2 separate regions of the Triticum aestivum genome follow, and region 2 is linked to region 1. Evidence: chromatin contacts called from public Hi-C data. All regions are on one chromosome and are shown on one strand. Each heading gives the region's core, a stretch centred on a gene start, on an enhancer-like site or on the middle of the called end of the contact. The rest is flanking DNA. Distances are from core to core; before and after follow the strand shown. Region 1 holds the start of LOC123113617 (BTB/POZ and MATH domain-containing protein 5). Region 2 holds the start of LOC123113619 (glucan endo-1,3-beta-glucosidase 8).

Region 1 (7,163 bases), core at 2,300-4,799:
AGTAAGGGAGGATAATGACAAGCCTTTACGTTTGAAAATTTGATTCTTACACTGTTATCTTTTGCTTTCTCACACTTAACTAGTTCTACTTATTCTGAAATCACTATGGAATTCTAACACAGAAAAGTACTCCATCCGTCCAAAGGAATTTTGGCAACACCATCCATCTGACACAGAGGGTGTTTATTAGAAAAATTCCTAAGAAATACTGTAGAATCTTTAGAAGAATACTATGAACATCATACAATCCAAATGTATTCTTTGAGACTGAGCTAACGTGGCCAGTCTCAGTTGTTCACCTCATCAACTGACGTAGTGGCTCCGCTTGATAAAGGCAAGCTTATTAACTGTTAAGCGAAGCAAAGTTCTCTTTTAAAAAAGGAAGGTAAATTATCCAACACAAAACGGTTATGAACAAAGAAGGTACTACAACAGAGCGGATGCTATTATTATTACAAGAAGATCTGTCACAACATCAAATGGCTGTTACGAATTTATACAGCAGCGGCAGGTCGCTAACACATACAGGTCAGTGCTTGCTGGCGGTGGCGGCGTTAGACCCTGGGCCTCACCCTGCGCCCGCTGGTGTCGCCGCCGTCCGAGATCTGGCCCCACACGCTCTGGCTCTTGCCGCCGCTGCTGCATTCCTCCTCGCACCCGGCTACCGTCCGGAGGATCTCCGACTGCAGCGCCGGGCAGTTGTCTTTGAGGTAATCGAATCCGTCGGTCCGGATTACAGCTGCAGATACATAAGGGCATCTGGAATGTTATACAGTTCAGGACGCTTGTTTGGGCACCACCATGAAACAAACAGTAGAAGCAGATACAAAGGTAGTAAGTACCATAAAAACATCAGAATACTGAAATTATAGGACGTATCAGTTGATAGCATCGACAAATCAAGAGCATGAAACAAATGAAAATTGAAATGGTTTGAGCCAACTACTGTACAGTCGGGCTGGCATAACGGGAGATCAAAACTTGCATAGTTATCAGACTAACACTGCCCTCAGCACGAAGAATATATTTCTGTATTACCAAGTGGTACGTCTTCTTTCTAACAATTGAAGCAAACAAAGGCATCATATGGGCCACTGTTCCTTTCGATGTGTATGCATAGGGGTTGATACTTGTGGAAACAAATGGCAGCATGCTGTTTCATACACCACCTTTTGGACATAATTCTCAAGCAGACATGAATATAAACCCAATTATCCGATAACTACATAGGACGAGCACATCAAATTGCAGCCCTTGTTAAGTCTTGTTACCTGAAAGGTTCTCAGCAGCAAATTTTAGGCAGACGGACTTGAGCTCTGTAGCATGATGCCGATCAGCCAGCGCTAGAGTAGTTGCCACAGATTTTACAGAAATCTGTTTGCACAAGTAAGATTCACATAACACTCTTAGCCTTGGCAACTCATATTTGTCTGCTACAGCCAACAATTTCCCAGCTAAAGTATCAAAGATGGGACAATCTGAGCTTGATGCAGACAATTCGTCATCACCGACAAGATTGTCCCTGTACATGAAGTGAAGCACAGCCTACAACATAGAGTATTTACATATGATAAGATATCAATCAAGTTTGTTAAACTGTGAAATCCAAAGAATAAGATCAGCATAGAAGAAACATACCTGAAAGACTTTTGGCTCCATGTCGTCGATGACAATCTCTTTGATTTCGTTACTGGTGTCGACTTCACTGTTTTCTTCATCTGATTCAGGATCAAGAAATTCAGATCTAAAAAAAGAAGATCGCGCAGCCAACACTAACTTATGAGCATGAAACCTCTCTCCTGCTACACTAAAAATAACATCTGCACCCTCTTGAGATTCCAAAAGCGTCCCAAAATGGTAGCCTATGTCAGAATCCGGAACCTCTAGAGAATGCGGTCTAGAGTACTCCATGGTTGATGTTACAACACCCACAGTGCAATTTATCTTCAAGCAATCGTCTTTAAGAAAATCCGATGTCTCAAGGGCAGTGCGTCGAAAAAACCTTTTATAACCCCTGAAAACAGAAATCAAGATGAAAAACTAATATCAGAAAAAAACATTTACATTTTTACTGCTTACAACCCTTCACATTTAAAAAAATTAAATCAATAACATGACAAGCCGAGTTCACACAAACTATTATAATCAATTTAACAAGTGTGCAAAAAGTTGCGGATCTCACACTCTTTTGTACCAAAGTAGGCCATATCTATATATATACTTTCAAGTTCTCTAGCCGCTCCCAGCTTAACCTAAAGTTAATAGAAATTTTCTGATTTATCTCATTCATTGGATCTAACACCTAAAATGACACTGCAGATCTACAAGTATGGTGATCAATTAAAATAATTGTATGAAATGTTCAAACAGAGACTAATGAAGTATGTAAAGCAAATATATTAATCAGTTAAATACCTCCGCTGAAGGATGTGTTGAGAATGAGAATATCATGACAAGACGATACCCAAACAAAACAGCCCTCCCAGATAATGTGTTTGACAAGGAATTTAGGGTGGTACTAGATAATTAAACATGGTTGATTTGGGGTTGCAGTCCAATGGGTTGGACAAGTAGTTAACACTAATTCGTACACCAAATCCTAATCGTTGCACTCCCAACAAGAAACAGGCCCACAGCAGAACGAAAATAACTTCTAACCATAGCCAATTCGTCGATTAGTTATTGGCGCAGTGTCAGATTCACCACCTGGTTACCTACACAATAAGGCCAGAACCATGCCAATAAACCTACTAATATGTTAGGCGTAGCTACTGACCACAACTAGCAGCTGCTTCAAAATGATACCCAAATCGCAAGGCAATGGAAGCAGAAGAGCTCGTATGAGAGGTGATCCCCGAGAGAAGAGATTGCGGTGGGAGTCTGGATGAGCATACCACATGGATCCGCGGTACTTGAGGGTGTAGGGCCCGGCGTCGAGGGCGCGGTCGAAGTGGGAGTGCACCTTGTGCTTGCCCCGGCCGCTCTGGTCCTGGAGGGTGAGCTCGAAGAGGGCGCGGACGTCGGTGCCCTCGGAGGCGAGCGCGATGAAGACGGAGACGTAGGCGGAGTTGTCCTCGGGGTTCTTCCCGTCCGGGTAGAAGTAGATCGCCCACTGGTACCCCCCCACGGCGAAGGTCTCGCTGGCGATGTGCTTGCCCACGCCCATGCCCTTGGCGAGGGAGTAGCCCTGGATGACGAACCGGTGCGAGCCGTTGACCGTCTCCGTCACGGAGCGCGAGCTCGTCGGCGAGGCCGCCGCGGCGTCCCGCGCGGGCGCCGTCGCCCCCGCCCCGCGCTCGATCACCACCGCCCCGCCCCCGCCCTCGTGCTGCGGGGACGCGTCGCCGCCGCCCCCGGCGTCGTCGTCGTCCATGCGGGAGGGCGCGGGGCTAGGGTTGGCGGGCGGAGGAGGCAGGGATTGGGGATTGATTTCGTGGGTTGGCGCTAAGCTGCTACAGCACGCGGACGCGGGGGAAACGAGGGAGGAGGGAGGAGGGAGGAGGGTGCGGTGGTGGTGGTGGGTGGAGCGAGCGAGAGAGAGGGTGGAACGGAGGGAGGGAGCCAGCCGCCGGGAAGGTAACAAATTAACCAACTGTTTCGGCCTGTGAGTGACGCACTCATGCTGTGTCACCTGATTTTTTGTTGGATTGGAGAAGCATCAGTTGATACCACCATTTTTTAAAAACTCAAATGTAAATGTCTCGATAAATTTCCTTCTTTTGTCGAAACATTGCGCTTTCCTCGCCCAGATCTGAGCTCGAATCGAACGGTTTCAAGTAGTAGAACTCTTCACGGTATATTGATTTGGTCGGATGAATTCAGTTGACGTCTCCAAACAGACAAACACATGCTCGTCAATGTGAGAGATAAAAACCAAACAGAAGGGAAGTCAAAAGCATATCAACAGGCACTCTAGGCAGCGCTTCTCATCCAAGATCCAACCGTACATCATAAATAAAGTCGCATGATTTGCCGCTGCAACGCGATACGAGAAGCAATCATTGCGCAACAACAAACAACGCTCCCTGTGCCAACTCACAGCACATTACTGTACTGTACGACCGGAGTACCGGGCAATGATTTCAAACAATGGCTACAGCCTGGACGGGGCAGCGCCTCTGCCCCGGCCGTACGGGGAAATTCAATGGCTGCTGACTGACCCCGTCACTGTGCAAATCTCTGCATACACACGCCCCAGGAGTAAAAACTCGTATTTTTCACCTCCCGACGGTGAATGAACTTACAACAATTTCGCTATCGCTTTGCTAAATTCGGGCGCAAAATTGACCTGCATCATGGCCTAGCTTTCTACCGGTAAAACACTTTTTGTGTCTCAGAACGAGCTGACAAGTCCTACACCTAGGTCCTCCGCGAGCTCATCCCACAGGGGGATGAGGATCAGCACGACGAGGAACACCGACGCTATCAGGGCGCCCCTCCTCCAGGTGCCGACGTCGCTCACGTCGTCCAAGCATGGCTTCTCAGGTGTTCTCTGGGGATACATCACAAGGTAGACAGACATAGGTTAGTGCACAAAATACATGGATCCTCTCATGCCTAGTGTGTCGTCCATCCGTTTTCCTGTTTTTACCTGGCATAGGAGCACGTATAGGCCCCAAGGAAGAGACAGCGGACCCCCAAGCTATAAGGAATTTTTTTTTATGAAGAACGTTAGTTTCCGAACTAGAAAAACTGATATTCCTATGAGGTAGAGTCCAGCATTTTTCTTCAGTATTGATTGTATAAAAATGATTAAGATTGTTAGTGCTCTGATATACAAGTACACATAGAACATTGCACGTTGTTTACTATGAACGGAAATGCATTTTTCTGTTCTTCTTTTCAGAGGTATAAGAAAACAAGCTGTACATCAATAGATTAGAGACTCTGAAGCCAAAGCTGGGAAGGCTAGGTGCAAGATGTTGGTCGGAGAAAGAAAAAAGTCCAAGAGCAAGATGGACTGACGTACCACTCCAAGTCCAAGCAACGAATAAGTCGTCAAGCCAAATCCAAATAAAGCATCCTTGCCGAACGCACCCTGTTGAGCACACCGCAGAACTTCAGACTTGGTAAAGAACCTCAGGATTTTACTGCTAATCAATCATGTTATTTCACAGCTACAAGGTTAAGCACCAAAACGTCCAGAAGTTCTAGGTACTACCTCCATCTCAAAATATAAGACGTTTTTGTAGGCTAAACTACAAAAACATCTTACATTTTGAGATGGAGGTTATTTACTGTAAAGTTAGTGCAGATTGAAATACTGATAAAACAAGCTATGGAAATCTCAATAACTCACGAACAAAAGCGTAAAAGTTGTATTGAGATGTTGAATGTATCACTTGTTACTGTGCAAATGAAGCCCTTTTGATGGATCTGTCTGTCAGTAAAGTTGTAAATGAAAAATCAATGTTAGGTCTGAAAATTTTTCACTGACAGGAGGCGCTTGCACGGGAATTGCCAGTGGTCGAACAGTGTACCAAGTTGTAATTCTTATTTTTCTAAACATTCAAAAAACCCAACCACTCTAAGATTCACAAAAAACCCAACCACTCTAAGATTCACAAAGTAGAGCTTAACACCGTTTCCACTTTTCAGATCACTGACAGCTACAGGCATCTCTAAATAAAATGGATTTTGTTCCTGCATACACTAGTTTCTTGAACTCTTGATCATGATCTTTTGTTAGTAGTTCATGGCTGCATACTACTGTCCACCTCAGCAGTACAAGTCACACAGATTGGACATGTCACAAGTGCAGATATCCACTACCACTAGAGATGGAAGACAATGTTTCACTTTATTAAGTTTAGTCATAGCATCCTAAGTCACGCTTAAACGGCTTAGAAACTCTTATAAGAGAGGTGAGTGAAAAAAAGGGTCCTGAAAACAGTATTAACTGTCAAGGAAGGGAAACAGAGAGCCATTCTCAAAATGAGTAGCTACTGCTACATACTCCTGCCCACAAATATGTTATTTTAACCATGTGTACAAGAATTACACAAATAGCCTAACATGGTCATCATGCTCTTCTCTTACTAGCCTCTAGTTATGCTCTCCAAAGAGGAGCACTGTGAAGGAGATTCATTTATTCATGAGAGTATTGAAACATGGACTTCATTTGTGGACAAAAAGAGATGGCTAAAATGACCTATATTTCTGGATGAAGGGAGTGCATGCATATGGTCCAGTGTGATTATTTGGTTGCATCCATAAAAAAATTATATTAACTTTTACCTGTAAACCTCTTCCACCGTCAAGACATCCAACAGGAAGCATATTGAAGGCAGTAGTTGTTAAACCACACCTGCAGAATTTGCAGGAACAATAAGACAAAGAAAACCTGTTTGGTTACAAGAGGTCCGGCAATTTGTGAATGATACTTCACCAGCCAGCGATCACAAGCGGGTGGATAGAAACCGTAGCAGCATGCAGAGCACTGAAAATCAATTTAAGTTCATTAGAAAATAGAAACATAGAGTTCATATCGGAACTACAAAATGCAGAGTTGAGCAGTTGATAAAACATACGAAGCTAACAACTTCTATCATGGATGATGGGTATACTAGTATATTCAGCAGAAGTTGTATTACCAACCACAGTTTTTAAAGCGGTATAAGGTGAAGCTAGGTGCCTAAGCCCTGCTTTAACTATCAAGCGCTTAAGGGAAGGTGGTAAGGCGAGACGGCGGCCTGGCAACGTAGGAACAGAGCAATCGGCACATGTAATAGAGAGAAAATGGAACGTGCTGAGATGGGCTACTATCCATTGTTCCACACAGAACAGAACATCCTCATGGCATAAAGGCACATTATCAGTGCTGAAGTGACGCTGAAGCAACGCCTACAAAACCATGGTACCAACATGATTTGTAAGCTGTAAAAGTTCTTAATGCTTAACTATCCACACTCATATAAGATCCCATTACACATAATAATTCATCAAATATCTATAAGTCGGGAGTTAAGAAAACCACTGATACTCTACTTGAGATGATCAATCCTCCTAAAACTAGAAAGAGTTTCAGCTAATCCGGTACACGCCTCAAAAACTGCAGCTATGAGCGAGAATCAGGAAAGCAGCACACACTTTCTGAGTGTTCTAAAATGGTATCTATAACAGGATAGCACGACAGACTGAAGGAAAAAGTGCAGCTATCACAT
Region 2 (7,163 bases), core at 1,917-4,416, 280 kb before region 1:
TCATTGTACATTTCGGTGTGTTATGTGTTCAAATCAGCAATACTTGTGCATTTTATACTATGAGTTGGAGAGGGATGTTGTAGAAAAGATCCACCAGTAGTAGTAGTTTGCTGCACAGATCACTGTCAGAGAAAAACAGAGTGTCTGATTTGTTTATTTTTCGACAGATTACATAGTGGTACTTGTTGATGAGTACAATGATATAATCTCCATTATCATAGTAAGTACAGTATTGATCAACAACGGAGTGGTATAATCATCTGTAGGCTCTGCCTTGGTAGGTGGTTAAAAACTGAAAATAGCAGCAGATAATGGACCTCCACATGGCTGGTTGCGTCCTATTGAGAAACTAGTTAATGGGTCACCTCACACTACCTGCCTGCATTGGAAGCATTCATTTTCTTCTTTTTTGCCGACCTGCATTGAAAGAAAAGTTGTGCATCTAGACCATGTTATTCTGGATCCAGGATTCATGTGCTGCAGTACTATATTGCCAACCAAGTCCTGCTCACTTTGTATATACTCCATGGCCATGCTGCGAGATCTGGGACTCTGAATCAACTGTATATATTCTTGTATCAGCAAGTACAACACATCAAGATTTTTTTTTAATGTTTTGTGAAATATCACTGGGTCATTGGATCTGGGATTCTGAATGAACTGTACACCATAGTCATCAAGCACATCAAGTGTTTGAACATCATGTGAAATGCCATCTGAACATATATCCTCCGGTATATATGCCTCCAGTACAAAGACTCGTACCGGATTACTGCTAGTAACTACTGCTGATCCAAAAAATATATGCTATGAGGCAACAAATGATCAACTGATGAAAAACAAGTCTGTTTGATTCTCTAATGCGACATCAAGAGCTGGACCAGAGCCAGCAGCACGAGCAGAGCGGCGGCGCCGAGCGGCCCGGCGCGCGCTCGCCGGTGGCCACCCGACGTCGAGGAGGCGGCGGCGATCTGTATGGGGAAGCTGCAGGCGGCGGTGGAGGGGTCGGTCTGCGTGGGGACGGCGAGCGCCTGGAAGTCGCACGCCTCGTCCTTTTGGTTCTGCACCTGGAAGTACATGTTGAAGGCGTAGGAGGCGTTGCCGTTCACGTCCATGCCGTAGCAGCTGGAGCCCATGCCGAGCGCCGTGCAGTCGGCGAAGGTGCAGGCGTAGTTCACGTTCTCCACCAGCTTGCTCTTGTCCTCGGCGTTGGGGTTGTACACGCACCACGTCTTGGGCAGGTACTGCACGCCCTTGGCCGGCACCAGCATGGTGTTCTGCCCGTTCCCGGTGAGGTCCATGGGGAACTTGGGCTGGCCGTCGAAGCGGAGCACGCCCCAGTGCCGCTCGAACGCGCCCGGCGCCACGCTCTTGACGTCCTCGTCCAGGAGCCCGAAGAGGTAGACCTCCATGTACTGTTTGGGCCGGAGCGGCGTGCCGGTGTTGGCCGCCAGCCGCGGCAGCAGGCCGTCGTAGAAGCGCTTGGCGAGGGCGTTGGTGGCGTGCTTGTCGCCGTCGGTCGGCCAGCCGACCTCGCCGATGACGATGGGCAAGTCGCCGTGGCCGACGGCGGCGAGCGCCGACACCAGCGTGTCGAAGTTGGCGTCGAACACGTTGGTGTAAGTGTTGACGCCGTCGACCAGCGGCTTGGCGAGGCCGTCGAAGAAGGCGAAGTCGACGGGGAAGTCCTCGCTGAGGTAGAGGCTGAGGTAGGGGTAGATGTTGACGGTGAAGGGGGCGCTGTTGTTGGCCAGGAACTGCACCATCTGCGTCATGAGCGGGGCGACGTCCGTCCGGAAGCGGCCCGCCGACGGCACCTGGTTGTTGGCGGGCGAGTTGTAGACGTCGGCGTTGAGCGGCACGGTGGCCTTGATCTCGCTGAATCCGGCGTCGTTGAGCGCGTTCTGGATGTTCTGCAGCGCCGGGAAGGTGACCTTGTCGAAGGTGCCGTTGTAGGAGGCCAAAAAGGGCTCATTGCCGACGGCCACGTACCTGCGAACAGAACAGAACATCACATCATCAGTAAGTAGTCCATGAACTAGAGCGGCGGCGGCGCATGACTTCCATGAACTGGAGCATGCAAGAGGAAGAGGGGCTCAAAAGGCTCACTTGATGTTGACGCCGCCGTCGAAGTGGTAGCGGGAGACGTTGTGGCGCACCCAGTCCCTGGCGTTGTCCTTGTCGTTCATGAGGTCGAGCAGGTTGTTGGGGATGGCGACCATGACCTCGATGTCGGAGCCGGCGAGCGCGTTGAGGGTGCCCTGGTCGGCGTCGAAGAGCTTGACCTTCTTGATGCCGTTGTCCTTGAGCATCTGCACGACGATCCTGGGCGAGAGCGGGTGCGTGGCCTGCGTGCCCCAGTTCATCCCCAGCGCGTCCGCCGCCGGGAGGACGCCCGCCACCGCCGCCAGCAGCGCGCAGAGCCACGCTCCAAGATTCACCGCCGCCATTGAACAGGCCTCTCTGCTCTCCGGCGAACGGACGAAAGAAGGGAGAAGATCTCTCGATGCGACGGTTTGGGAATCCAGGAACAGGGGAAGCCTCAAGATTTGCCGATCCGAACGGAGGCGGGAATCGAATCGAATCGAGATTCAGTCGAACAGGGAACAATGTCGGCCCGGGCGGCGAAGGAAGTGCGGGAGTATAAATCGGGGGACGGACTGCGAGAGCTGCAAGAAACGGCAATGGCGGATTGCGCACGGAAACCAGACGCGGTTTCTTCTGAGACTGGGCTTTCCTATCTGATCCTGATCCTGGTGACACCAACAGACGGGGGAGAAAGGGATAGGGGCAGGGGCGAGACTCACATGTGAATGCTGGAAATTCCTTCCCGGAGCGAAAAAGGCAAGAAACGAAACAGAGGGGGGTATGGAAAGCGTCGAGGCTTTTGAGTCGAGTTGAATCCGGCGAAGAAAGAGAGAGTGGAGGCAATGGCGACGCCGGCCGGGGACCGAGGTTGAGAGGGAAGGAGGGGTCAGAAAGGGGGCAGCATTTAACTCGGAGATCGGCCGGCTACGCGTTGCTTCGTTGGTGTGTTTGGGTCTGGGACAAGGAACCGAGAAAGGAAGAATTTATGAGGGGTTGATGGTGAGCAGAGGAGGAACGGAACGGATGAGTGATCGTGGGGTGGGGTGTGGACTGGTCAGTGGTGGATGGACGGACGGACGGCGAGCGTATGGCGAAGCGGAAGCAGAGAAGAGCAGTGGGGTGGGGGGAGTGGTGGTGGTGGAGAGGGGCGTATGGGTCATTGCGCGGCGGCTGGATCGGTGGGGGGCGACGTGGCGCGCGGCACGCGCCCGGGTTGACCAGCGGTGGGGCCCACGTCGGTGCGGGCGCGCTTCGGCTTCTGTCCGTTTTAGCGACGCTGGAGAAAGAAAGTTTTTTTTCTTGGAAAAGAAAAGGCTTTGCGTGCGAAGAAGAAGCGGGATTTTTTTTCCCTTTTTCGCGCACACGCTACTCGTCTTGCTGGTACTGCACTGCAGGACGAACCAAAGTTTTTCCCTCTCCACGAAATCTCATCTACTGCTAGTTTTCTAAGCTTTTTCTGGAGCAGTAGCACTGGTTTTCGTTTTCGTTTTGGTTTCTCCAGGCAAGTATGAACCGAGGAGGGACAGGGGTCGCGTGGAACGGCCCAGATGGCCGGCGTCCTGCCGGGCTGGGTTTATTCGTCCGTTGCCTGCGCCGGGCGCGGCTCCCCAAAACGCCCCTGCATGCCTGGCGATTCAAATGTCTGGACCACGCGCCCGCACTCGCACTCGCACTCGCGGACAGAAACAGCCGCGTCTGAGCAAGAGAGAGCGTGTTGCACATGTCGGCACGCGCCGCCGCGTCGTCTTGCTACGCTGTGTCACGCTCCCCCGCCGACGACGATAGGCCGTCCGGTCCCGTCGACAGCCATATCTCACCAACCAACCCGGACCAGGCGCCACTACTGTGCGGCGATGCAGCTAGCGCAGGCCCGCACGTGGCACCAGGCGCCCGATCTCTCCGGTCGAGATTTGCTCGGGGAAGCCACGCAAAGGCTGGCTGGCTGGCGGTCCTGCCGTGTCCAGCTGGTTAATTAACAACTAACTGACGGTACACCAACAGCAGTAGGAGTACTTCTAGCTGGGTGGGTATCGAACCGACGAGTAGTTGATGCCCAGTGAGGTACACCAGCTTGGCAGCTTCAAACACAAGCAAACTGTTCCGTTTCTGTTGACAGTTAGTGGTAGCCATTAGCCAAGCTGGTCAGCCGTGACCACTTCTGCTCTTTGCTACGCGATGGAGGACCTTTCGGAGACCCGAAACGGGGAGATGCTCGTGTAGTCTTGGCCTCATGCTGTGACGGTCGTAGTGTGAGATGAAGCGGGAATTTCTCCTGAATCAAATCAGGCAAAAAGTGATGCGCATAGGATCCTTTTCTGTACAGAGACAAGACGGTGGCAAAAAGCAAAAAAGAATAATTTCAGGTTCCAGCCTCCCCCTGTCCAAGTGCACGCACTGCAGTAGACTCAGAGAAGGGTAAATTATGTGTATTACACAAAAACAATTTGCACCAGCCGGGAATCGAACCCGGGTCTGTACCGTGGCAGGGTACTATTCTACCACTAGACCACTGGTGCCTTGTTGAATGGGTTCTCCATTTCTGGTAATTATTTATGTCGCCAGAAATACTCAAGAGCATCTACGCCCAAAGACTAGATTTAGTGTTCCATGTGTTAGGGCTAACTTGAAATCTGTTAACAGTCTATATAGTGTGCACACAATATTTCCCCCCAAGGAAAAAGATATGACTACAAAAGGCAGCAAGAAGATTCCTCGCTTTTGCAACGTCAACCAAAGTATTGCAATCAAAATAGAAGGAGGCAGATGCCTTCGTTGCCGAGGCAGCCGAGGCAGCGAGAATTAAAGCCATCGCTTCAGCCTGCAAAACCGATCGCACATTTGTTGTCCGCCGCTTGAATGAATATGGTGTACTTGGTGACTAGTTGAGTATGCATATTTGCACTTGGGAGTGATTAGCATTGTTATTTTCATTGGATGTCTCATTTTCCTCCTTCTCTTCCATTAAACATGCATTAAACATTTGCCTTCATAGCATGCATAACCTGCATAGGACTTCATTCTATTTTATTGAAAAGGAGGTCATTTCTTGCTTTCCATATGTTCCATATAGTGAAAACATAATCTAGCTTAAACTTCGATTATTGAAAAGATAGGATCATTTGAATGATATCGGCGGGATATAGATTGAAGTTCATCATATCAGTTTTGTGGCCAATTTTAAACCAAATTGATCTAGAGATATTGCACTGAAAGAAAAGGTGCAAATATGATTCTATTTGACCATATCTACAACCTTTTTTTTATATATGATAAGGATACCTAGAAGCCCTTGGTCCAGTTGTAACAGCTCTCCTAATAACCCTCCACACAAAAGTTTTGAACCTAGATGGCATGCTTTTGTTTTTTCAAACCCGTTTTAGGATAGCAATTTCTTGATCTGAAATAATAACTTGTCTTCCCAAAGCGCTATCTTGAATTTCCTATACACAAAAGTTTTTAAGCACTTTTTGTAGTACTCTACATTAGGAGTGTGAGTCCAACAAGTGGTATCTTCGAAATTGACATTGACACTACAAAAAAAAGACACATCCGTGACATTTTGGACCGAACAAAAAAAAATTCTGTCATACTTATGACACTTCTATGACTATAACTGTGACAAAACCCGGTATCATCATAGATATGATGGGCTCCTACTTATATGACAAAAAATCATGACAAAGAATAGGCTTTTCGTCCTGGGCGGGCCGGAGACGCAGCTGCATGACATTCTTTGGGCCGTCCATGATTGAAAAAATTGTGGTAGAAGCGAGGGAGAGGAAAATATTGGGGAGTTCCCGGTTATGGTGGGTTGTCGGGGGCCGAGCGATGCGCATTTCTCTCGTGCACGTACGCGTGTGTGTGCGAGACGTTGGGCTCTAACTGAACCCGAGCGAGGCGTTGGGCTCTAGTTGAACCCGAGCGATTGCACTAGCTACGTTACTGAACCCGAGTGATTCCTTCGCTACGGCTGCTAACTGAAGTTGATCGAACCTTACTACCTCCTTCCCTTGATGAACAGTGAGTGTTGTTGGGGGGGGTGGATGAACAGTTCCCGGTGGGGATGGATGAACAGGACCCCGTGGTATTGCCTTTGGATGAACAGGACCCCGATCGAGCCGGTTGGGGGTGGATGAACACGACCCCGTGGAGAGCTGGATGAACATGACGACCCCCGTGGAGGGCTGGATGAACATTAGACAGTGGAGGGGTGGATGAACAGTAGCCTGTGGAGGGGTGGTTGAATAGGAGCCACTAGAGAGGGCTGGTTGAACAGTAGCCGGTGGAGTAGCGCGCGGTGAAGGCTGGATGAACAGGAGCCCGTGGATGAACAGTCGTAGGTGGAGGCTGGAGGAGGTCGACGGTGGATGAACAGTAGCCCATGGAGGCTGGAGGAGGTCGACGGTGAAGATGAACAGCATCCCGTGGAGTTCCGTTTTGCGGTACGCCACACCCCTCCCGATGAACAGGACCCCCGTTTCGATCATAGCGCTCCAACACAAGTCCGTTTCCTCCATTTTGCAGTACACGACACCCCTCCCGATCAACAGAACCCCGTTTCGACTGTAGGAGGTCCAACACAAGTCCGTTTCCTCCGTTTTGCGGTACGCCAGACCCCTCCCGATGAAAAGGATCCTGTTTCGAACGTGGCCGGTCGAACACAATGTCGTTTCCTCCGTTCTGCGGCACGCCAGGCCTTGTTCCCATCGGCTGTTCCATCCAAGCCCTCCCGATGAACACGACGACGCATTCCGTTCCGACCCAGCTGGTTGGCTCCTCATGAACACGACGACGACGCAGTTTCTTCGTTCCGACCCAGCCATGTACACGAGCCCTGGCCGTACGTATGCGTGAGTAGGCGTTCGAGACTCCGCCTGTATGTACGTACATGGCCGTATTTACTTTTTTGCACCCTGGCCGCTGTACGTACGTGTACATGCTACGTGCGCGCCTCTACTATGACACATGCGCGCCTCTACTACGACACGTGCACGCCTCTACATCGACTAGTATATACGTACACGTTCACGACCAGAATGAAAACGGTACGTATGCTTCGATCAGGTGGGTCTCGA

Evidence for each region. Hi-C and Micro-C count contacts between places; a contact is called where the count stands out from the background.
Region 2: a contact with region 1 is called in a Hi-C map of leaf, with 2.6 times the contacts expected there. The contact joins the promoter of LOC123113619 here to the promoter of LOC123113617 in region 1. A contact is called at or near these places in 2 of 5 Hi-C or Micro-C datasets (both in leaf) and 1 of 1 datasets of contacts at active chromatin or transcription factors (leaf).

What each region holds. Positions count from the first base shown.
Region 1 is chr5B:609,841,932-609,849,094 of IWGSC CS RefSeq v2.1, reverse strand. It overlaps LOC123113617 (BTB/POZ and MATH domain-containing protein 5), which reads right to left and starts at 3,549. Exons shown (of 4, transcript XM_044534917.1): 1 at 2,895-3,549; 2 at 1,639-2,014; 3 at 1,272-1,545; 4 at 387-759. The coding sequence starts at 3,373. The coding sequence ends at 734. LOC123113616 (probable zinc metalloprotease EGY1, chloroplastic) reads right to left here. Exons shown (of 9, transcript XM_044534915.1): 6 at 6,389-6,439; 7 at 6,238-6,307; 8 at 4,970-5,038; 9 at 4,002-4,492. The coding sequence ends at 4,334.
Region 2 is chr5B:610,120,149-610,127,311 of IWGSC CS RefSeq v2.1, reverse strand. It overlaps LOC123113619 (glucan endo-1,3-beta-glucosidase 8), which reads right to left and starts at 3,166. Exons shown (of 2, transcript XM_044534919.1): 1 at 2,110-3,166; 2 at 653-1,992. The coding sequence starts at 2,450. The coding sequence ends at 858. It overlaps TRNAG-GCC (transfer RNA glycine (anticodon GCC)), which reads right to left and starts at 4,604; the gene lies at 4,534-4,604.